Regions from separate parts of the Mus musculus genome. Here regions 1, 3, 4, 5, 6 and 7 are each linked to region 2. Evidence: chromatin contacts called from public promoter capture Hi-C and targeted proximity ligation data. All regions are on one chromosome and are shown on one strand. The core of a region is the stretch at or near the end of the contact, and the rest is flanking DNA. Distances in the headings are between cores, read along the strand shown. Region 1 holds the start of 1700023D09Rik (RIKEN cDNA 1700023D09 gene). Region 2 holds the start of Fads2 (fatty acid desaturase 2). Region 3 holds the start of Slc22a8 (solute carrier family 22 (organic anion transporter), member 8). Region 4 holds the start of Snhg1 (small nucleolar RNA host gene 1). Region 5 holds the start of Mrpl16 (mitochondrial ribosomal protein L16). Region 6 holds the start of Zbtb3 (zinc finger and BTB domain containing 3). Region 7 holds the start of Osbp (oxysterol binding protein).

The links. Promoter capture Hi-C pulls out the DNA fragments that hold promoters and counts their contacts.
Region 1: a contact with region 2 is called in a targeted proximity ligation map of astrocytes, with 2.6 times the contacts expected there. A contact is called at or near these places in 2 of 39 promoter capture datasets (the C10 cell line and frontonasal cranial neural crest) and 2 of 130 datasets of targeted methods (astrocytes and pancreatic cancer cells).
Region 3: a contact with region 2 is called in a promoter capture Hi-C map of pre-B cells, with 2.0 times the contacts expected there. A contact is called at or near these places in 2 of 39 promoter capture datasets (hippocampal neurons and pre-B cells).
Region 4: a promoter capture Hi-C map of pre-B cells shows a contact between it and region 2, with 2.4 times the contacts expected there. A contact is called at or near these places in 11 of 39 promoter capture datasets (the 3T3-L1 cell line, the C10 cell line, the HPC-7 cell line and 7 more), 1 of 484 Hi-C or Micro-C datasets (B cells), 2 of 130 datasets of targeted methods (embryonic forebrain and large pre-B cells) and 1 of 9 other capture datasets (adipose tissue).
Region 5: a contact with region 2 is called in a promoter capture Hi-C map of hippocampal neurons, with 2.8 times the contacts expected there.
Region 6: a promoter capture Hi-C map of the SN4741 cell line shows a contact between it and region 2, with 6 times the contacts expected there. A contact is called at or near these places in 4 of 39 promoter capture datasets (the SN4741 cell line, cranial neural crest, hippocampal neurons and 1 more) and 2 of 130 datasets of targeted methods (embryonic stem cells and pancreatic cancer cells).
Region 7: a promoter capture Hi-C map of pre-B cells shows a contact between it and region 2, with 4 times the contacts expected there. A contact is called at or near these places in 3 of 39 promoter capture datasets (cranial neural crest, hippocampal neurons and pre-B cells) and 1 of 130 datasets of targeted methods (extraembryonic endoderm stem cells).

What each region holds. Positions count from the first base shown.
Region 1 is chr19:8,755,411-8,758,458 of GRCm38.p6, reverse strand. 1700023D09Rik (RIKEN cDNA 1700023D09 gene) reads left to right here and starts at 1,490. Exons shown (of 2, transcript NR_132423.1): 1 at 1,490-1,674. It overlaps Nxf1 (nuclear RNA export factor 1), which reads right to left and starts at 1,356. Exons shown (of 21, transcript NM_016813.2): 1 at 1,200-1,356. The coding sequence starts at 1,227. Stx5a (syntaxin 5A) reads right to left here. Exons shown (of 10, transcript NM_019829.4): 10 at 2,817-3,048.
Region 2 is chr19:10,100,211-10,103,485 of GRCm38.p6, reverse strand. It overlaps Fads2 (fatty acid desaturase 2), which reads left to right and starts at 1,983. Exons shown (of 12, transcript NM_019699.2): 1 at 1,983-2,263. The coding sequence starts at 2,057.
Region 3 is chr19:8,591,812-8,594,763 of GRCm38.p6, reverse strand. Slc22a8 (solute carrier family 22 (organic anion transporter), member 8) reads right to left here and starts at 1,582. Exons shown (of 11, transcript NM_001164635.1): 1 at 1,472-1,582; 2 at 525-881. The coding sequence starts at 857.
Region 4 is chr19:8,722,158-8,725,166 of GRCm38.p6, reverse strand. It overlaps Snhg1 (small nucleolar RNA host gene 1), which reads right to left and starts at 1,680. Exons shown (of 10, transcript NR_002896.3): 1 at 1,661-1,680; 2 at 978-1,026; 3 at 684-764; 4 at 446-495; 5 at 121-153. It overlaps LOC115489078 (a small nucleolar RNA gene), which reads right to left and starts at 1,174; the gene lies at 1,103-1,174. It overlaps LOC115489084 (a small nucleolar RNA gene), which reads right to left and starts at 916; the gene lies at 842-916. It overlaps LOC115489083 (a small nucleolar RNA gene), which reads right to left and starts at 635; the gene lies at 566-635. It also overlaps LOC115489082, LOC115489081 and a transcript of Slc3a2 not described here.
Region 5 is chr19:11,768,972-11,772,183 of GRCm38.p6, reverse strand. Mrpl16 (mitochondrial ribosomal protein L16) reads right to left here and starts at 1,769. Exons shown (of 4, transcript NM_025606.3): 1 at 1,660-1,769; 2 at 1,317-1,382. The coding sequence starts at 1,714.
Region 6 is chr19:8,801,056-8,804,085 of GRCm38.p6, reverse strand. Zbtb3 (zinc finger and BTB domain containing 3) reads right to left here and starts at 1,538. Exons shown (of 2, transcript NM_001098237.2): 1 at 1,401-1,538; 2 at 1-1,112. The coding sequence starts at 1,061.
Region 7 is chr19:11,964,291-11,967,156 of GRCm38.p6, reverse strand. Osbp (oxysterol binding protein) reads right to left here and starts at 1,313. Exons shown (of 14, transcript NM_001033174.1): 1 at 861-1,313. The coding sequence starts at 1,216.

The DNA.
Region 1 (3,048 bases), core at 241-2,740, 1.3 Mb after region 2:
TACCTTAAACAGTGCACTACTACACTTGGTTCTATTTATTTTCCTTTTTGCCAGACCTTGAGTTTAACTCTAGGAGCCCAACCCCCCCAAAAAAAAGTAAAAGTCTATGCAATACCGAACTTGGGAAGCTGACACAGGGAGACTGACTGAGGCCAGCCTGGGATACTAGGGCTGACCCTGTAAGGGAGAATTAGCCTTCCCTAGGGATGAATTCCCTAAATGGTTATCCAATCCCAAATGGTAAGCTTTAGAAACAAATATATACACATTAACACTAAATGGGCTCTGCATGTTGGATGAATTTGGGGAGAGAGTTGACAATGGGAATGGCTAGAGAAAGGAGACCAAGTAATTATATTTGAATTAAAATAAAGGTTCATTGGGTAGCTATTTTTCAGGCCTGGATAAATCATCAGTATTACACAAATACAAAAAAGGTATAACTTTCAAAGAAATCCACCTAATATCTAGCATCCTCTAAACAACGATCCTCTCCAAGCAACCCTAGTAAAAAGGAATACATTAAGAGACAGTGAAACTACGGTTCACGGAAGAAAATTCCCACTCCAGTTACTGTGTTCTAGGCACTTGGTAGAAATTATTTCATACGCACACAAACGCACACGCACATGCACACAAACTTGGGAGACAGGTACCCACATGAAAGAGGCGGAAAACAAGGCCTGAAAGTTTAACTCACTCGGGTTTAGTACAGCCAACTCCAGATTCAAACCTCAGCTGTCATAGTGTCCTAACCACCACAATGAATTAACATGTCAGGATAGGTGTTCCGACTAGAAATTTGATAAACAATAAGCAGCAAGCTACAAGAACAGACTGATCGTATCACAAAAAGAAAAAGAAAAATAGGGCACCAGGGTAGCCCACGACCAAGCGACTACTGACTCACATTTAAAGGAAGAGTCGGGCCGCCAAACTGAACTGACAGGCATCAACCACCCTCAAAGTTGAAAGGAATCTTGTCACCCCACCCCTGAGCCACAGGTTCTCCAACGCCTGAATCCGGGCGACTCTGGAGCCCCTGGGTCCCGCGGCGCCCCGCGCCCCCTGCCCGCGCGGCCACCGCTACCTACGGACGTAGGGCTCCTCGCGGCCTCCCGCCCCCGGGCTGAGGCCTAGGCCAGGGCCGCCCACCCCAACCCACCGCGTCGCCTCCCGGCCCGAGGCCCCGCACTGACCGTTGTATGACTTCCCTTCGTCCGCCATGGCACAGGCAGGTACAGGGGCGGGCTCAGGCGCAGAACCTGACGCCACCAAACGCCAAGGAGCCTTAGCGCTCAGGACAGAATCTCTCCTACGACCGGCGCCACCGCATTTATCCGGCGAAGCACGTCGCGCGCCGCCGACGTCCCCAGGATGTGGGCGGTGCCGCGGGACGTGAACGCGCTCTCTGAGCCTGCGCAGAAGCAGGGCGGCCGCTCGGGGGCGTGGCCAGGCCCTCCGAGGCCCGCCCACGGCCGGAGCTCCGGCCGGATGGCCTATCGGCCGGCCCCGCCTTCCTATTTCTTCGCTGGCCCGGTCCCGGAGCTAAACCCTCTGCGTTAGCACTGAACTCAAGAGGAGCAGGGTCGAGGGCTACACACAAGAATGGAGACCTGGCCTCTGAACGGGAGTAACGGCCCACAGTCCCCGCCGGTGGGATCCCGGCAGCGAGTAAGTCGCAGCTCAGTTCCTTGCCAGCCGCTGGCCTATGCCCTCTTAGCTTTTCTCATCTCCACGACGAATTATGACGAAATAGAAAATTGGAATGTAAGCCCCACTGGAGCAGGAACCTTAACTAATGCGAACTTTTCTTCCTCCAGCACAGTATCATGCCCAGTGTGAAACCCAAGTGTGAATTAAACGAAATCCTGTCCTTCGTAGGTTTTTAAATTGACTAATGAAAAAAGGTCTTTTAAATTGACTAATGAAAAAAAAAGTCAAGTCGGGTGTAGTGGAGCAGGTCTTTAAACCCAGCATTTGGAAGGCAGAGGCAGGCAGATCTTTGAGTTTGAGGCCAGTCTTGGCTCTATAGAAATTTCTAGAACAGCCAGAGCTATGTAGAGACCCTTCCTCCAAAAAAAATAAAATAATAAAATAAAATAAAAAAGCTTTAGTCTTACTATCAATACTTTGTCCAGTTCAGAGATAGGGAACACTACATAGACCATCTCAAAACAAAATCAGGGATCTAGTGAGCCTTAAGCCTTGATCTTCACTTCACTCAGTCTGTCATACTGAAGCCTAATTGGTAGACCCAGGTCAGCTAGGTAGGTAGCTAGGGAAAGTTGCTAGTTTTGGGTTTTGTTTCTTGAAACAGGGTTTCTGTGAAACTTGCTTTGTAGACCAAGTTGGCCACAAACTCAAGAAATTCACCTGCTTCCAACTCCCAAGTGTTGACTGAAACTTTAATGTCAAACCCAAGAGCTCTAGGAAACTTTTCTGGTGTGGCTAGGACTATTGCAGCCTTGGATCCAGATGCTGCTGTGGGAGGGGGAAGCAGATGGGGTGCTGGTAGGCATGGAGCATGACTTGATTTGAAGATACAAAACAGGCTCAAACTTATGGGTACTGTCTTGGAAGTTGCCGCCCAATTATGAACCCACTTAGTCCAAAGGAAAACTCTTATGAAGTGCTGCTGTACTTGGCTACTCGCTTCTAGGGGGGAGTTGTGTGTACAGAGCTCCGGAGCTACCCTGCCTATCAGTAGGGGCCCATCAGAGTCACTGACTTAACCCTTTTGGTTCTGGTATTGGGCAGTGGTTAGCTTTTTGCTGAAGTCCCCCCCCCCCCCCCAGAAATGACATCAACACTAGTGAGGCTGACAGTCTTGCTGTAATTGGGAGGAAATAGGCTGCAGCATGTTTGGCATATTGAGAGTCACCAGTAGCCAAAGTCAGGTTTGTGCAGGCAACTGTAGGGCTCAGAGCCCCCTCACCTCACATGGTGAGGAGAAGGCGGCAGTCAAGTTCTAGCTGACCCAGATGATGAAGTTGGTCCCTTGGATACTTCTTGAGGATTCTTGCCTCTCAAGAAGGAAGGGCGTTT
Region 2 (3,275 bases), core at 734-3,233:
ACTTGAACTCTACTCACAGCAGCCCTGGTTGGGCTGTCCGTTTACTCCTGTCTTCATTGGGAGTCCGCTGTAGCCCATTCTTGGGGCCTTCTCACTTGGTCTTTTCTCGGCCTTCCAAGCTTCTGCTGTGAAGCACTTATTGGGGTTCCCTGTCAGCTGTCAGTCATCCCTCTGAGCTTTAAAACTCTAAAAAAATTATCATTAAAGTTATCTGTGTATTGTGATAATCCATCTTTTGAAAAACAAACAAACAAACAAACAAACAAATACAAAACAGCTTTCTTGACTTTATTATATTCCATCGTTAACATGCACAAAAGACAACAGTCTTGCTCCTTATGCATAGTCGTGTCCCAGGCCAGCCTTGAACTCATGGCAATATCCTGCCTCAGGTTTCTGATGGATGACAGTATGGACACGACCAGCACACCTACTTCACTCACTTCTATCTTTTGGGCAGGCCAAACGAACATCTGTTTGGATGTTTGTTTCCTCTCCTCTAAGCCGGAAAAGCTTCACTCAACACTCCTTGAGTCTGGAGTTTGTGGAATGAAGAAAGGCTGCTCCTGATGGATGCCAGGACAGAATGAGAGGAGTATACGATGGGAGGGACTATGGGAATGTATTACCCCCTGCACCAGGTACTTCCTTTGGACCAGTGTCATGTGGAGCTAGGGAGCCCAAAGTCTTGAAAGGGTCATGGAAGAGGCCAAACAGGGCCACTAGCTAAGCATGTATGTCTTGACCATTTTATCTCTCTTACCCTCAGACTCTTCATTTTGAAGTTAGCTATAACAATATCATAGGATTGTGGTGAGACTTTAGCGAATAGGGCCTTTCTTCCTACTATACTCCCTTGGTATCAGTGTCTCTCTTGCCTGCAAGTGGTGTACTACTGTCAAATCAATCGCGGGCTTTTATTGCTTTCATGTTTCCCAACCAGGCTTGTGAACTCTTTCTCAGTCGAAGACAAGAAAGGTGTCCAGTTTATCCTGGCACCCTCCCCAGAAGCCACTCCCGCGGCACTTAGCACGAGGAAGAAAGCAGAGATTCCACCGTTCTTTTCCAAGATGACCAAGTTGAAAGGATTCAGAGCCCTGGTTAAACAGAGACCCACTCCTGGCTCCTTTCTCTAGGAAGGTTTCAGGAAAGCAATAAACAATATGGATCTCTTAGACAATGTGAGATACAGGAGACTTGAGTCCCATCTAGCCAGGCAGAAATATCACCTAGTCATGACAGCCCAGGAGGGGGCCTTGTTTAGCCGGAGGCCGAGCGTTGTTCACCATAACCGCTGCGCCTCCTTTGTGCGAGCATCAGGTGCAAATCCCCGGCCGAGCGCGTTGGCGCTCTGAAGCGCGCAAAGAAAAGCCCAGCTGCCGCCCCCGCCCCCCCCCCCGCCCCCCGCTCTCCCCTCCCAGCTTCTCAGAGATCTACTCCCGCTTCCCCGGCTCCAGGCAGCGAAGGGAGGAGGAGGAGGTCAGACACGTCGCCGACCGCCCAGCAGGGCTTAACTCCATGCGGGCGGGCGCGAGGGAGGGGGAAGCCGCGGACCCGCCGCTCCAGCCCGCTGGCCTTCGAAAGATCCTCCTGGGCCAATGGCAGGCGGGGCGACGAGCCCTGATTGGTGCAGGCGCTCTGCTGATCACTGTGGAAACCCGGGTGGCGGGGAACTCGGGAGGATGCGGAGCCGGGAACGGGGGGAGCCAGAGGGGTGGGGGGAGGAGGCAGCGAGGCCCTGAGCTATCCTGGAGTTTTCACCGGAGGCAAAAGTCCACAGCAGGCGGGCCTAGGGTGGGCGGAGGAAGGGGACCGCTTGGGGGCACTGGGAAGCCAGGGGTACTCCTGAGGGAAGGCAGGGGTACTGGCTAGCTAGTGAAGGCGAGGAGGAGCGAAAGCGAGGGGAGGAGGCACGGTGGGAGGAGGAGTAGAAGACAAAAGCCGAAAGCGAGGAGGGCGCCGACCGCACACTGCGGCCAGGAGAGGGACCGTCGGTGTTGCGAGCCGCGGGCGCCCGGAGGCCGTAGCGCACGGGGCATCCGGGTAGACTGGCAGCATGGGGAAGGGAGGTAACCAGGGAGAGGGGAGCACCGAGCGCCAGGCTCCGATGCCCACCTTCCGTTGGGAGGAGATTCAGAAGCACAACCTGCGCACCGACCGGTGGCTCGTCATCGACCGCAAGGTCTACAACGTTACCAAATGGTCCCAGCGGCACCCGGGGGGCCACCGTGTCATCGGACACTATTCGGGAGAAGATGCTACGGTAAGAGTCTGGGGGTGCCAGCCACTCTTGTCTGCTGCAGGCTGGTGTCAGGAGCCCGGGGTCCCTGGGCGCCAAACAGATCCCCGGTTCTTAAAGGAGCGCAGGACGTTCAGCAGGGAAAGAAAGTGTACCAACTGCCCTCACCTCCCTCCTGGAATCGTTCTCCTCTGGGTCAACTGGGCAGACTTTGGCCGAGCCTTTTGGACGCCAGGCCTTAGCACCTCTGTGGAAGTCCCATCAGTGGTAAACTGTGCCCGGTGCATGTTCACAGCGCATACTGCGCGCTGTTCCAGCCGGAGCCTGGGACTCTCCAAAGGGGGCGCTCCAGCCTTCGTGTTCGGCGCTCCCCAAGTGGAAGATGGCCACCCTTGGGCGCCGGGGAGAGGAGCCTGAGAGCGGGCAGCCATATGTGGGACTCTCCTGCCAGACCAGGGGGCGGAGAAGGAAAGCTGGTTCCTGGCCAGGACTCGCTCCTGCTTGGACTCCTGTCTAAGAAGGTCCACAATGGCTGCCCGACAGAGACTTCCTAGTAGTTCAGATTCCCACGCTCCCGAGGATTATCCCGACTCACTCCAAGTGCCAGCCTTCTGGGAAATCCTGGTGGGGAATTGGTGGAAGGCGAACGGGCTGGATTTTGCAAAATTCAGGTCCGCAGGGGATCTAGAAGGTGAATCTAAGACTGGCTTGGCAACAGGTCCATCTGCCTCTGGGGTTACTATCGGACATTCAACTCAATGGCCCTCTGTTTTTAGATCCTGCCAGGATCACCCTTCCCCTCTTGCACTCATGGAGGTTGTTGAAGTCTCTGAGACCTCTGTGGAACGGAGGCTATCCTATATTGCACAGTACCCCATACCGTGCCTGGCCCCACCCCCAACCATAAAGTGATTGTGTAGTCAGGTGGGTAAGAGGAGAAACAAAGTCAAAGAGGAAAGCCAGACCTTTCTTGGCACCTTTCTTGGTGGGCTGAAAGCAGAGGAAAAGATGTAGCTGGAGAGAGCTTGGGAAAGAC
Region 3 (2,952 bases), core at 333-2,832, 1.5 Mb after region 2:
GTGAAATCCCTCTGCTACCCAGCCTCCCTGCACCACCCCTCCCCCAGCCCCGCAAAGCTTTGCACAGGATGGAATGCTCCTCTTCTAGTCTAGTTAACCCCTTGCCTGCTGTTCTAATCTCAGCTCCAGGGATGCTTCTTTGAAGTGATTTCATCTCAAGCTACTCTTTTCTTGTCCCTATAACCAGTCCAAGGGTGGAAGATTGCAGCCCAAGGTCACTGCACAGCATGAGGTAACAAGTTATTCCACAAGGCTGTATAACACCCTACTAGGAGGAGAGACTGTACAGCTCAGCATCACTGGAGCTCAATACCACGCTATAGATTGTTGAAGGAATGCTTGGGCATGAACGAATCAAACCACTCAGTTCTTGTGCATTAGCACTGGGATCCTTCCTCTTTGCCCAGTTCCCATTCTTTCAATCCCAGGAAATCTAGGCCCCTGTGTTTTTTCTATCCACAAGTGCTGCACGGTATATGGAAGTACCTAAGGTGAGGTGGAAGGAGAGAGGGTGCCAGACATACCTCTGTCACAATGGTGTCTCTGGTGCTGTTGTAGATCCAGCCATCCAAGCATGGCTCGGTGGCCCCCTGGGTGTCATTGGGAAGACTGGCGTTTGGCAGATGCACGAAGCGGAGACACTTCTCAGGCTTCCCGTTTGGGCCCAAGGGGAGTACCCAGGGCTCTAGAGAGGCGTTGGGGGGCGGGCGACAGTGGTGGTCAGGGGTGGTGGCTGTGAAGATCTGTAGCAAGTTGTGGTTGGCTATTCCGAGGATTGGGAGGGCCAGCAAGGTCACATGCAGGTACTGGAAGGGGCCCATGCTTCCAACACGGTCCAGAATCTCGGAGAAGGTCATGGCACCAGGCAAGATGAACCAAAACTGTAGGCAAGGCATCAGGCCAAGAAGAGGTGTGTGTATGTGTGTGTGAATTGTATGTAGGCCTGTGGAGCATCATAGAATCACATGCATGAAGATGTACCTAGTTACATGTGTAAAGATTTGGGGTTCTGGTGTGTGGATGCATAAAGATGTACACAGTTGCAGAGAGGGATATGGGATACCAGTGTGGATGCAGTGCTATGTGCACATCTAAACTGCACTCTTGAAGGTCATGTGAATGCAGGCATGTGGCCCTGTGCTTATAGGTCGTAGATGTGTAGGCACAGGGCCACATAGTAGGGACCAAAGGTCCAGATTTGGATGTTGGTTGCCCAGGCGGGGTGTGGGTGAGGGTGAGAGAGAGGATAATACACATTTCCGATTGCTTCATGTGGGCTAAGAAGGATCTGCTCAAGCTCCAAGCCTCCTTGCTGTTCCCTGGGGTGAGTCCCCTGTGCTGGAGTATCAGAAGAATCCAAGTAGGTCCCTGAAGGCTTTAGGGGTTTGACCAATTACAGCGTTACAGTGAGGAAGCCTGGCTTTGGGGTGTTCTTGGGTGCTAGACTTGGGGGTCTTCAATCCCGTCTCACCTGGTGGTTGGAGCTGGATTCAGTTGGGCTGGAGCTGGATGCAGCAGTTGCCCGTGCTCTGTCCTAGGGTCCAGCAGCTGCTGTAGTAGGACAGCTCAGCTCTAACAAGCTGTTTGTGTCTCCCCTGGGGTGCCTTATATAAGGCATAAGCTGTTTCCTGGGCTAATGTTTGACTTTCTTTGGAAGATTAACATCCGGCAGGGGGAATGCTGTGCACCCACCAAGCCCAGCTCTCCTGAAAGGGCTGCCTCAGCCAAGGCTGTTGATAGGGTGGAGAGGGGGCTGGGGAGTGGAGTGTGGCTGAGCCTAGAGGCTGCTTGCTGGACAAAGGGCTTAGTGGCTCAGGGCATGTTTCCTAAGCGAGAATCTGGAAAAGGACTCAGGTCTGCGTGTCCAGAGTGCCTCTGAGCTGATGTTCAGAGGACCTGGAGTGGAGAACAACCAGCAAGAGAGGTGCTCCTGCACATGGGAGGCAGCATTCCTGCAATGGATCATCTTTCATACCCGGCTCCTGAGTAGATTCATGGAGAATGTTAGAACACACTCAGACAGAAAGGCCCAAGCACTGGTCCTTATGGTCTCAGAGGTACCGTGCCTTGGGCTCCTGGAAACACCAGGGCCATCCCTGTCTGAGTCTCAAACACAAGTGACCATCTCCCATCTACCTGTGGACTTATGCCACCGGCTGCTCTTTGGCTTCTCTCTGCAGTCCCAATGGCTTTGCTTATTTCTATGAGTACGGTTTAATTACCTAATAATGTGCATTTCTTGTATAAAACAGAAATTCTAACAAGCCAACACAAACTGAATTAAGTACATTCAGTTTCACCCAAGAGCCAGCTTGGGCAGGGAGTCTTGTGGTTTGTGGTTACTTTTCTCCTACAGACATGTCTAAGACAGGGTCTACCAGTCAGCTGGAAACTTGGTTGACACACTTATGGCAGGCCCTACTGATAGGACTGTCAGTTAGGAAACGGAGAAGTTAAGTAACTAGCTTAGGGTCCCCAGCAGGAAGTAGGTCAGGGGTGTGGCTTCAAGTCCATTTCTGCCCTTAAGCATCTAAACACACATACACAGACACACACAGACACACACACAGACACACACACACAGACACACACACACAGACACACACACACACAGACACACACACACACAGACACACACACACACAGACACACACACAGACACACACACACACACACACACACAGACACACACACACAGACACACACACACACAGACACACACACTCTCCCTCTCCCCTTCCTCCGCCTCTTCCTTCCTCCCTTCCTCTCCCCTCCCTCTCTTCTGCTTCTTCCCTCTCCTCTCCTCTTTGAGTGTTTGAGTCAGGATCTCGCTATATAGTTCAGCCTGGCCTTTAAGCCTCACAGCAGTCCTCAAGCTTTAGACTCCTCTCAGTTGCTAGGATCACCAGCATTCACTTGTGCTTCTGGTGTGAACCAGAGTTTTCTATGAAG
Region 4 (3,009 bases), core at 431-2,930, 1.4 Mb after region 2:
CTACCCTTTGGTTTCTCAGGTGTTCCTGTGTTTTCATTAGCAGTCATAGTGAGCTAGTTTGATTCATCATAGAAACAGCAAACCTAGTGAACAAACCCCATCCAAAATAATCTAACTAACCTTTGAATGCCTGAGATTTGTCACCAGGAAAACCTGTGGAAGAGTAACAAGTAGTTATTTTCAACCATCAGGACAGAATTACAATCTGTCTGTCAGCACTAACTGCCATCAGAACTCTAACATGCTATAAATTCACACCTTCACGGAGTGTTCAGTGTCATCATTTCAAATCATCTGACAGTTGAGTTTTTAAGAGAACAAAGGCCTTAACATAATGTGTCCTCTAGAAATACAAATAGTAAGCAGCAAAAAAGTGTTGTGCTGCTTCAATGTCTGTCTTGACTATTTTCCCTAGGGAAACCCTAAGCTCTACTTGGACAATTACCTGCACTCATCCTGGGAGGTAGCTCGAACTCTTCATGTTGTCACAGCACCCTGGAAACAGAGAAACAATGTCATTTTTAAATGTAATCACAGCCACCTCAGCACCTTCTTTCTTCAGCCCATTTCAGTAGTAAGATGACATCATTGCAACTCAGCCATATGCTTGTCATTTACATTGTTCATCATTAAGTGGCCATCTAAATATGTTCCCTAAGGAAGCACCAACCATCAATACCTACCTGACTACAAGCAAAACGTGTTATTTGTAAAATTGAACAGGCCTGGCTCCAAAGTGTAAAGGGCTTTGAGATGAACCACATCTAGAACAGAAAAAAAAAACCCCAAACTTCAATAAAAGACTTTATGCCAAACAATCCAAATACCTGCCACAGATTGTGCTACTCAGAGAATTTTTGTTTTCTCCACTAAACCATCAGAAAGAGAGAGTTCAGTTTTCATATCATCCCCGTAGCACACACACAACTTATACTCAACAACCAAAAAAATCTGGTAAAACCATTAACACTACTTACTCTGAAAAGAGAGCGTACACCCATCCTTTTGTAAGGTGGCACCTCAAACCTGTAGAGAAGTTAGCATCGGGTTACTTCTACACCAAGAAATCTCTAAAGGATGAGAAGGCTGTGATGTAGGGCCAGCCTCCTCAGAGTTACTTATCCTCACAGATATATCAGTACAGGTCTGTGAAAAGGTCCTCATCATAGGGGGTGGCCTTGCACTGCCGCCACCATTTTGTCCTTCACAAAATCCTGTCATCTTTAGGTCTTGAATGCCCTAACATGGTCTCCCCGCTAAGACTACGGAACAGATTACCAAAGTCCACATTTATTAACGCTGCCCACGAGGGTCTTTTAAATCACCAGAAATAAACATTACGTAAGAAAATACAGGCGGCGGTTCACAACAGTGACAGATAGGTGTTTGTGATAAAAGCCAGCCGCAGTTATAGGAAAGCTGATTAAGAGAAAGACAAGAGCCAGGCGTGGTGGCGCACGACTTTAATCGCAGCACTCGGGTGGCAGAGGCAGGCGGATTTTAGTTCGAGGCCACCCTGGTCTATAAAGTGAGTTTCAGCAGGACAGCCAGGACTATACAGAGAAACCCTGTCTCGAAAAACCAAAAAAAAAAAAAAAAAGAGAAAGACAAGAAAAAAACAAAGTGAAAACTACAGCACATAAAGACGTAGAGTACTTACCCCGAACAAGGAAAAATGAGGCCGACAAGAACAACGTGTGGCCTATAAATAGCATCTCGCAAAGGCCCACGGGATTTGGAGGTGGGACTAGGACTCACGCAGGCGCTAAGGTAAGCGGTGTGCGAGCCGGAGGAATTGTGGGTAGAGGAATCCGCCCAAAGGGGCGTGCGGAGAGCTCCGCCTCTGATTTTGCAGCGCGAAAAAGAGGCGCAGGCGCTTTAGGGGAGTGCGACGCTACGCCTTTGGCGCTGCGGCTAGGCGGTTCTTACTCACTGCGGGTAAAACGTCATCGCTGGAGATTTTGGTTCGCGACCCATACAGCTCGACTGTCTGGGTCACAACTACCAATATCCATACGTTGAGGCGATTTCTCACCCTCACTCACGCTAAGCCGCGTGTTGATCCATCTCTATGGATCCTGAACCTACTGAACACTCCACCGACGGTGTCTCGGTTCCCCGCCAGCCGCCCAGCGCGCAGACGGGGCTTGATGTCCAGGTTGTCAGCGCAGCGGGCGACTCAGGTACTGGGCCCTGGGCTGAGCTCGGTTGGATTTTCGCTTCCTTGCATGAAGCCTTTTAGGGAAACCCAGTCGGGACTAGAAGCCCTACGTCATTCTGGAGACCGATTTTTGTGTTTTGCTTCCTGGTCTATTTTCGCCATGTTCTTGGCCCGGATTGAATGAAGTAGGGCCAGCATTTAGATGTCATTTATGGAGCATGTTGCATGTTTTGTTTTTAGCAGTGCTATAGATTAAAGCTGCTGCTATGTGCATGTGTAGATAAGTGCTATACTACTGAGGCTGACAATTCTCCACACAACTGGGCTTACCGTTTAAAGCACCCAATATGAGTTAATATTCCACACTCCTAAAAGTTAGGGATAACCCTCATTTTATGCATGGGTGGTCTTAGATATAAAGAGCTCTGGGGGGAACAATCATTAGAATTTACCAGTTTTCTAAGTCGCAGCTATAGACTGGTTATTGAGAGTGTGCAGTAGCATTATAGTCATATGCATATAGCAAACATCTATATGCAGAAGCTTGCCTTTCGAACAATTATCATTACTCTCATACTAATTGCTCTTCTGCATGACCTCACTTAATAATCCAAGTTGGAAGGTGGTAAGGTACAGTTATGGGTGAGAAGCTCGGGTCCCAGAGAGGTTAAGTCATTTGCTGACTGTTACCCAGATAAACAGTATCAGATCCAAGGTATAAATCCAGGCAGCCTGATTTCAAAATCAGCACTTGCAGAAGACCCTGGTTCAATTCCCAGCTAGTAGCCATCTGCAGTTCCAGTTCCAAGGGATCCAGTACCCACTTCTGGCCTCCATGGGCACCTGAC
Region 5 (3,212 bases), core at 520-3,019, 1.7 Mb before region 2:
AATTGAAAACAAGGGGCCCACAAGATGTCCCAACCGGTAAAAAGCACTGCTTGCCCATCTGGGTTGGAGCCTTAGGGCCCACGTGGTAGAAGGAGAGAACTGACTCCCAAAAGTAGTCACAGACCTCCAGATATATGCCTTGACACATACGCACCCACACAAGTGCATGCATACAAAATAAATAAAAGGCAATTAAAAATAAAAAGAATTGAAAACAGGAGCATACATAATTTTCAGCTAGGCCAAGAAACATAATTGGGCAAGTGGTATTCTAATCTCTACTTTAAAGAAGAGGAACTTCAGTTAAAACATCAAAGCCAGAAGCATGCTCTTAAAAACCAAAACCAAAAACAAAACAAAACTCACTGCTCCTCTAGATTGCAAAAATACCATTAAAACAAAACAAACAAACGAAAAAAAAAAAAACCTTCTGTTGTATTTTTCTTGGTAAACTTACAAAGTAGGATTTTTCTTGTCACTATCCTCTATATGACATCCTGGGGAAAACAACTGTGACTCAAAAAAAAAATTAAATATGAGAAAGAATGGCTCCATGATAGAATAAACAAAACAGGAAGCCTCAAAGGGCCATCAGATCATTAATGGAATAATAAAGTTGCTGTTCCAAGTTACAAAAACTACTCTCCCTTCACTGACTTCTATGGGCAGCTACTGTGAGACCTGGTAATACGTTCTTACATCTGCAAGTTAGTATGCACTTCTAAGCACACACAGCACCTTATTTATCAAAAATGTTAGGAGTGTTTTGTCTGCATGTATTAATGTGCAGAAGAGGATGTAGGAACCCCTGAAGCTGGAGTCCCAGATGGTTATGAACAATCTTGTGGGTTCTGAGAATTGAACCTGGGTTCTCTGCAAGAGCAACAAGTGTTATTAACTGCTGAGCCATTGCTCCAGCCCACACAGTAGTTTAACAGTTATGTGCCGAAGACCCTCAGATGTCTAGGCCATTTGCAGTTTTGGAGATTTTAGTACATTAAAAAGTTAGATGTACAGGACTGCAGAGCACCTGGCTACTATTGCTAAGTGTCTGCATATCTGTACTATTATTTAGAAGATAAAAAAATCTGATATATGCCCAGTTAGTGCTGACTGGGTAGATCATGGGCCACACATCAGTGGTAGGATGCCTGGGAACTAGCCCAATAGTTATCTGCTTTGCAACATCGAGGGACTTCGCTGCAGTTTGCCTTCCTTACATATATCTGTTGAATCACTCAACGGAGGGAGGAAGCACAAACACACCTTCGATGCCTTTTCTCAGAGAAAAATAAGTGGAAATGACAGGTACTCACTTTCAAAAGTTGGAACTGGGAGGAGCGTCTTCAGACCAGCACTGGTGGGAAGGGCTGCCCAAGAATCTACAATGACAAATCAAACCATTACTGTTACACTCTGATCACTCCTGACAGAGGTGTCTAGAAGCACGGGGGTACGAGTTCCACTAAATGGGCTTCCAAGGAAGCAACTAGGCTCACGGAGCACCGTCTCCCGCACATGACCAGGACCCAGGCCTCCGCATAGTGGAGGTGGAAGAAGTAAGGAAAGCGCAGGACCTATCGCAGTAAGCATAGACTTTGGAATGTGGGGAGGAAGATCGGGGAAATGCCTTTTTAAAAGATGAAACAGGTTTCTGACCTGAAAAGTGCATCCGCAGGAGCGGCGCGGGGACGCGCGTCAACAGCCTCCACATGGCCACGCGTGTGCTGCCGGGTCAGGTTTCTCTCAACTACAACAGTGGCTTTTCCCAGTTCAGAGCTTTGCCGGCCCGCGGACACAAGACAGGAAGTGACGTCATCCTGTCCCACCTTTTATAGAGTCCTGACGGAAGTAGAGGAAACTTCCAGCACCTGGTTCTGGAGCAGGTTATCTGCGGGTTAAAGGTCCCACAGGCCAAGCCACGCCCGAGGTGTTTCAAGTTTCCGCGAGGGTCTTCTCAGTTTTTTTCTGTTTAGTGACAGCTCTGGGTTTTCTCCTTGGTGTAGAAAGCTGCGAAAGCCCGAGGTTTTGTAAGAAGTTGTTCCCTTAACTTTCCGTACATTTATGTCTCTTCTCTAGGGACATAGAAAGATGCTATTGATTTGTCATTGGCTTATTTACTGTGCGCTTGCTGAGTTTGGTCTTGACAAATCTATCAAAAGAGCTGTAGCTGGAGTTTTCAAGGTAAAAGCACTGGCTTGGGCATTCCCAACCGGCTGGGTTCGATCACCTGTCCTTTTACTTTTATAATTAAAAAAAAAAAAGATTTATTTATTTATTATATATAAGTACACTGTAGCTGTCCTCAGACACACCAGAAGAGGGCATCAGATCTCATTACAGATGGTTGTGAGCTACCATGTGGTTTCTGGGATTTGAACTCAAAACCTCTGGAAGAGCAGTCAGTGCTCTTAACCGCTGAGCCATCTCTGCAGTCCCACCTGTCCTTAATATGCTAATTAAAAGAAAGTAACCTCGAAAAGCCATTAATTTAAGGTAGCTTCATTTGAAATAATAAATGATGGACTCCAATGACCATTCAAGATCATTTTCATGGCCCTGATATGAGCTTTAAGCTATTTATTTATTTATTTATTTATTTGAGACAAAATCTCTATGTAGTTCTGGCTGTTCTAGAACTCACTATGTAGATAGGCTGGCCTCGAACTCACAGAGATCTGTCTGCCTCAGCCTACACAGTGTGGGATTAAAGGCATGTACCACCACACCTGGCACCTTTAAGTTTAACTAGTGGACAAACTGGGGCATCGAGTGGGGAGTCCGCTAAAAAGTATGCATAATTAAGCAGTCCTGGTCTAGGCTGATCATTGCTTCAGTTTTGGTTTGGTATGGTGGTCATCTCAAGCTGGCATAGATTAACAGGATTAATTTGTTTCTATAAATGATCAGTTTGGTTTCAAGATTTAGCCTTGTCTTCACAGAAGAGGGGTAATGTTCTGTCTTCAAAGTTTTTCCTTTAAGAAATCCAAGAGAAGGAGCTGGAGGGATGGCTGGGTCGTTAAGGGGATTGGCTGCTCTAGTGAATGGACCACACCATAATTTAATAAGGAAGGGAAATGAAATAATGTATAATTATCCTTTTGGAAATGTTGGACATATAATTTTTCCTGAGGCTGGAGCTTTGTAGTGATTAGAACAAGAGGATTTGTATCTAAGCTTTTAGGAGACAGATGAAATTAGCAAATGAGACT
Region 6 (3,030 bases), core at 289-2,788, 1.3 Mb after region 2:
ACCTCCTCTAGTCCTGTTGCCCCTGGCTCCTCAAAAGCCTCTGCCTGTGAGGGCTGTCCCCCATACACTGCTCCTCCAGGTGGGAACAGCCCTTCAGATCTGTGGGGCTGTTCCTCTGACAAGTCAGCCTCCTCATCAGAGATCACAATAGCTTCTACTTTTACCTGGACCAGTTCAGCTTCAACTGGGGCTGGAGCCTGGGATAGAACTGGGGCTGGCGCTGGGGGTGGGGCTGGAGCTGGGGGATAGAAGCCTTGCAATGGTCCTCCAGTATCCCTTGGTTCCACCACCCTCAGACTCTCAGGAACCACATCAAGAGGAGTCAAGGGCTCCACCGAAACTCCTGGAAGGCCAGAAGAGAAGTAGTTTACAGGAATGGTCTCTGTAGAGCTACTTGGGCTGGCAAGAGAGACGGAGACATCAGCCACTGGTGGAGGAGGTGCCCGAAGATGTGATGAGTCAACTTCCATGCTTGGTTGTGTAGTGTCTGCCCCCCCAGATACTGGTGGCTCATCTGCAGGATGAGCAATGGGTAAGGGAGTGGCTGGACCCTTCCATTCCTCTTTGTTCCAGCGGGCTGACGGTTCAACAGATGCCAGTAAAGGCTGTGGGCCTCGAGAACTGCCTGACAAAAACTCCAGACTAGCAGGATTGGTTTCCTCTTCCTTCTTGGTACTGTCTGCCTCTGCCAGAGCTCGGGCCTGCAATCGTTGCTTACAAACCTTAACAATGTCATTCATGTGCAAGTAGCTGGCAGCTGCCAGCACATCTTCTAGAGGAGTATCTCCCCTAAGGGCCAGCTGGCCAGCATACATAAAGTCCAAAAGCAACCCAAAGGCTGGGGCCGTGACAATCTCATTGTGAATACACACCAGGTCCCTCTTGTCCAATTCCCGCTCCTTGTAGAAAAGCTGAAAGAATGGGCTGCAGGAGGCCAGCACAGCCCGATGGGCCAAGAACTGGGTACTACCAACCATCACAGTGCAGTCACAAAGGAAACCCTGGGACCGTTGCTCCCGCAGGCTCTGAAGCAGCTGCTGACTGTGTTCTGGGAACTCCATAGCACCCCAAGGAGGGAAGGGTGCCCAAGAGAGTTCCCTACCACTGACTCCCTGGGAAGAAAGGACAGTAAATTAGGTAACTTCCATAGCAACCTCCACATCAGCCCTTAAATAGAGCTGACCACCCAAGGCCTCTGGCAACATGCTGTCCCCCACCCCCAACCATGTTTCAGTTAACTGCCCTTCTTTTTCCACTATCCCACCCAAAGACCTGTTGGCTCCGCCCCCTGAGCCTAACCTTAGGAATCGTCCCCGCCCCTATTCGAAAAAAAGCCCTGCCCCCGGAAGTCCCGCCCCCTAAGCAGCCTGTGCTTCCTCGATTCTCAGCCGGTGCCTTACAATGAGTCCTCCAACTAGGACTGTCTTTTGCGCCCAAGCTTTCCCGGGTGATGCCTTCACGCCCCAGACCCGGAACTTCCTGCGCTTTTCCCTCTCGAACTCCAAGGCTAAGGACTCCCAACGTAGGAACTAGCAGAGAAAGCTGAGCCCTCACCCACGACCTAGCAGCTACTAGGAGAGCTCCGCCTCTTCCCACCTCCGCTATCTTAATTGGCTCAAGCTTGCCCTCTCTTGTTGTGGATTGGCTCACTGTGAGCTACCCCGCCCCTCGATAACCGGCTTCTCCAAATGGGCAATCCCTGCCATTGCTCAGGCGTCGAGGCTCACAATTGGTTGTTGCTCCTGTCCTAAACTTTTCTTCCTCATCCCGCCTTCCCTCAGAGACCTCAGGATTGGCTGAACTTATTCATCTGTTTCCCATAGGGAAATTACCCGCCTGGGTGGGGCGAGGTTGGCAGTAACGCAGTGTATTCGGGAGTATACAGCCTGTTTCTGCTGCGGACTACCTAGAAGGAGAACTATAACAAAATGGTGTGATAACCTGTAGGCCCACGTCTAGACCAAGCTCTGCCGAAACAGTGGGCAGTAAGCCACACCTCCCAAAAGTGCAGTTCACTCTTGCAGATCTGGTCCTCGAAAATTACAGGATGCGCCACTAGTTCAGGCTCAGTAGTGGTGTTAGTAACTACCTCTAACTCTATGAAGATGATGGACTGTTCTCTAGGCAAGCCCTAGTAAGGACAGAAATGGGACAGAGTCTAAGGATATCTGTGTTGTTAAAATCTTTTCCCTGAGGGGGGCTGCGATCGGAATGTAAAGTCAATAAGTAGAGAAAACAAAACAAAACAAAAAACTCTTCTGTAAGGTCCCAATGATAAACCAAGGTACTATGCCACTAGTACCTTGGGCCCCTGAGAACTTATTGGCCTTTCTTACAGAGCCTAGGTGAGGGGTTACTTACAGGAGTGTGGGTGAGCCACTTCAGAAGTCCCTGGCTAAAGGGTTTACCCAGCATAATGTTCCTGTAGCCATATAGATGGAGCTCCCTCCCTAAGTCATTCTCCACCTATAGAATTCTGGGTATATATATATATATATATATATATATATATATATATATATATATATATATATATATATATATATATATATATGTATATCAATCAGGTAATATATGTAATATATATATTACACACACACCCAGCCCTGGAGATCCTGGGGTCATGTGCAATTAGGGAACTGGTTGAGGGAAGTGACTGGATACTCAAGTGAGGGTCTCATGACCCTCCACAGCCCCTCATCCTATAAGGGAAAGTCAACAGTCAGCAAGCACAGCTGAGGTGGTCTTCTGCCTGCAGACCCAGCTAAAGTTCTGAGGAGGATGGTAGTTTGCCTCCAAAGATAGTCCTGTTTGGTCCCATAATACACATGTGGTTGTGCATGTCCACAATATGTTCAGGAGGTAGAAGACAGAGCATCGGAACTTCAAGGCCAGCCGGAACAACAAACTTTCAGCACAGCCTGGACAGCATAAAACCCAAGTGTAGGTGATGTGCTCTTTTAATCCCAACACTTGGGAAATAGAGGCAGGCAGATCTCTGAGAGTTTAAAGTCAACCTGGTCAATATAG
Region 7 (2,866 bases), core at 64-2,563, 1.9 Mb before region 2:
TCACCTCTCAACACCTCTGTCTAGTAATATAAGCCCCGAAGTGTGACATGTTATGACCATGCTATGAGTCACAGTAAGTATACATTAACCATACCAAAATAAGCACTGTGAAACCTTAACAATCATTTCAAAAACATGTGTTCTTCCTTTAATAAAACTTAATCTTAAATAAAACTAAAAGGTGCACGGTGACTGCTGGATAAGACAGTCATTCCCATGGGAAGAGGTGGGGCAGGCAAAAGTAAAAGCTATGGTAGAGTACACATCTCTATTGTGGACTGTCTAGACCGAGAAAGTACGCGCATGCTTGAAGAGGTAAGACATATGGTGGACAGAATCCCAAAGTCTCCCTGTGTGTGGTATTCTGATGTCGGAATGTGTATTCTGAGTAGACATGGGCAGGTATATCAAGGGTGTATCAGAAACATTAAATTTTAGAGACTAGAGCACAAAAAGTTAGGAGTTGTAACTTCCACTGTAAGTTCCTGAGGGACAGTGCCCGGGCTCGCGCTGTCTGTGCCCCTCCAGCTTCACAACAGTGCCTTACTTGCAGAATTAGCGATTGCACCCACGTGGTAGCGGAAATACAATGGCAGAGCAGATGCTCTCCAAACAATTGCTGACAGGAAAGACCCAGGGATGGAGGCAGATGAGGCACTAGGGGCGGGTGACAGCGGAGACAAGAGCAGTGTGTCAAATCTGCAGGTTCTGACTTCTGCAAGCTGTCAACCTGTGCAGGTGACAGACAGCGACCCAGGGCGACCTTGGCAGTGAAGCCAGCCGGCGGAGAGTGACAGCGCGGGTCTGTGGGCTGCACAGGGGGGGAGGCCAGGTGAGCGTGGCGCCCCGGAAGCAGTTACCTGTAGTAGCTTAGGAGCCCGTTGCTCAGCACGAACCATCGCCGCTGGTAGCCTTTGATGTAATTGGTCCATTTGAAGAGCCAGCCCTCTCTAGCCGAGCCCGAGCCCCCGGCGCCCGAACCGCCCGAGCCCGCGGCTGGCGGTGCAGAGCCCGGGCCGCCTGCCGCCACTCCTCCGGCCCCGGGGCCCGGGCCGCCCGCCGTCGCCGCCGTCGCGGCCGCCACCCCGGGGCCGGGCCCCGCGTCCCCGCGTCCGCCGCCGCCTCCCACCGCGGGTGGACCCGCGCCGCCGCCGCCCGGAGCCGCGATGGCTGCCGGGCCCGGCCCCACCACTCCTCTCAGCTCGGTCGCCGCCATGAGCCGCCGCCGCCCGGAGAGACACGACCGGAACCGCCTACGAGCTCCGCCGCCGCCGCCCGGAGCGCCCAACACGGCTAGCGCTTCAGCCGCCGCCGCGCAGCGTCCCCGCCCCGCCAGCCCCGCCGCGGGAAGGAGGGCTCGACTGCCGGGAAGGAGGGCGGCGATTGGTGCCGCCAAGTGTCACTTGCGGAAGACCCCGCGGACATTGGCATTTCTCTCGGGCCTGTCATGCTACTCCGCCCAGTGAGAAGCTCAAGGCGCGACGCGTCCTCCAGGCCTGCTTTCGATTGGCTAACAGGAAAGCCAATCAGGCAGGGCTACAAAATCATTGGTGGCTTTCCGAAGTCCGAGGACGGGAGAATGCAGAGCTCACGGCCGGTTTGGCCTCCGAATGGCTAGTACTTCCGTCAGTCATTACAGTTTATGCTTCTGTCATTGCCACGTCACCCCCGCCCATCGCGCTGCCCTTCATCCTCTTCCGCCCTTACGGATTGGTGGTTGATATCAGCTGCTCAAACCTTTCTACCAATTACTGAATGCATTGAAGTAAATGGGGCAGAGTCCAGCCTTCACATACTCATTCTTATTTTTTATTGGCTGACACCTATGTCTTTCACCTGTCGGTGGAGAGGCAGGGCTATGATTGGAGATGATTGGTTCTGGACATTGTCAGTGAAAGCTGCAGTTGGCCGAGATAGCAAATAAATTCATGGATGCACAAGTGGGCAGGCACGTTTGCAGCTTTAAGGAAGTGATGGGTCTCTATAAATGCTCTTGATGTGGGTGTGCTGTGGAATTCCCTCCTTCTCAATTGAGACTTGCAGATGGCCTTAATAAAGAGAGATGGATGGTTCCTGGGTCTCCTAGGGATTCCGTTTTCATATCCTGCTTCCGGAAGAACCCAGAGAGAGCTTCCTCGGCCCCCTCCTGGACTCACGACTCCTCCAATCCTCACCCCATTCCCTTTCCTGGTCTACCCTCTGTCTCTTCACTCTAGATTCTAATACACTTCTATTAATTCTGACCATCTAGTTGCCGACCTTATTTACGGGGAGAATAGATTGGCAAAGACCTACTACCTACCTTTATATCTCTTTTCCAAATCTAAAGGCCCTTGTTAGGTTTAGTGTGGTAAAAACACAATTAATTCTCTTGTTTATTGCTAGGGTTTTGTTTTGAACTGGGTGTTGAATGATTAGATTTGATCAGCTTAATTACAGCTGTGTTAGAGGTCACAAATTTCAGTAACTAGTCCAGCATTGAGCTGTTGTGAACTATTATTACAAAAATAGCCAAAACCTGCATTTTGGGGAATCTAACACCTATTACAGTGTAGCAGTTTTTGACCTGGCAGTAGGAATAGGGTTTAACTTTTATTTATTCATTTCTTCTGATTTGTGTGTGTGTGTGTGTGTGTGTGTGTGTGTACACCTAAGTGCAGGTACTTGTGGATGCCAGCAGAGGGCATAAAATCCCCTGGAGCTGGAACTAAAGTTGGTGGGTAGCCAACCCATAAGAATACTGGGAACAGAACTCAAGTTCTCTAGAAGAACAGGAACTGTTAACATCTCTCCAGTCCTAGGAGTTGCTTTTAGATACTGTAAAAAACTATTTACCTCATGAATATCAAGAAGTAATCTAAGCTGG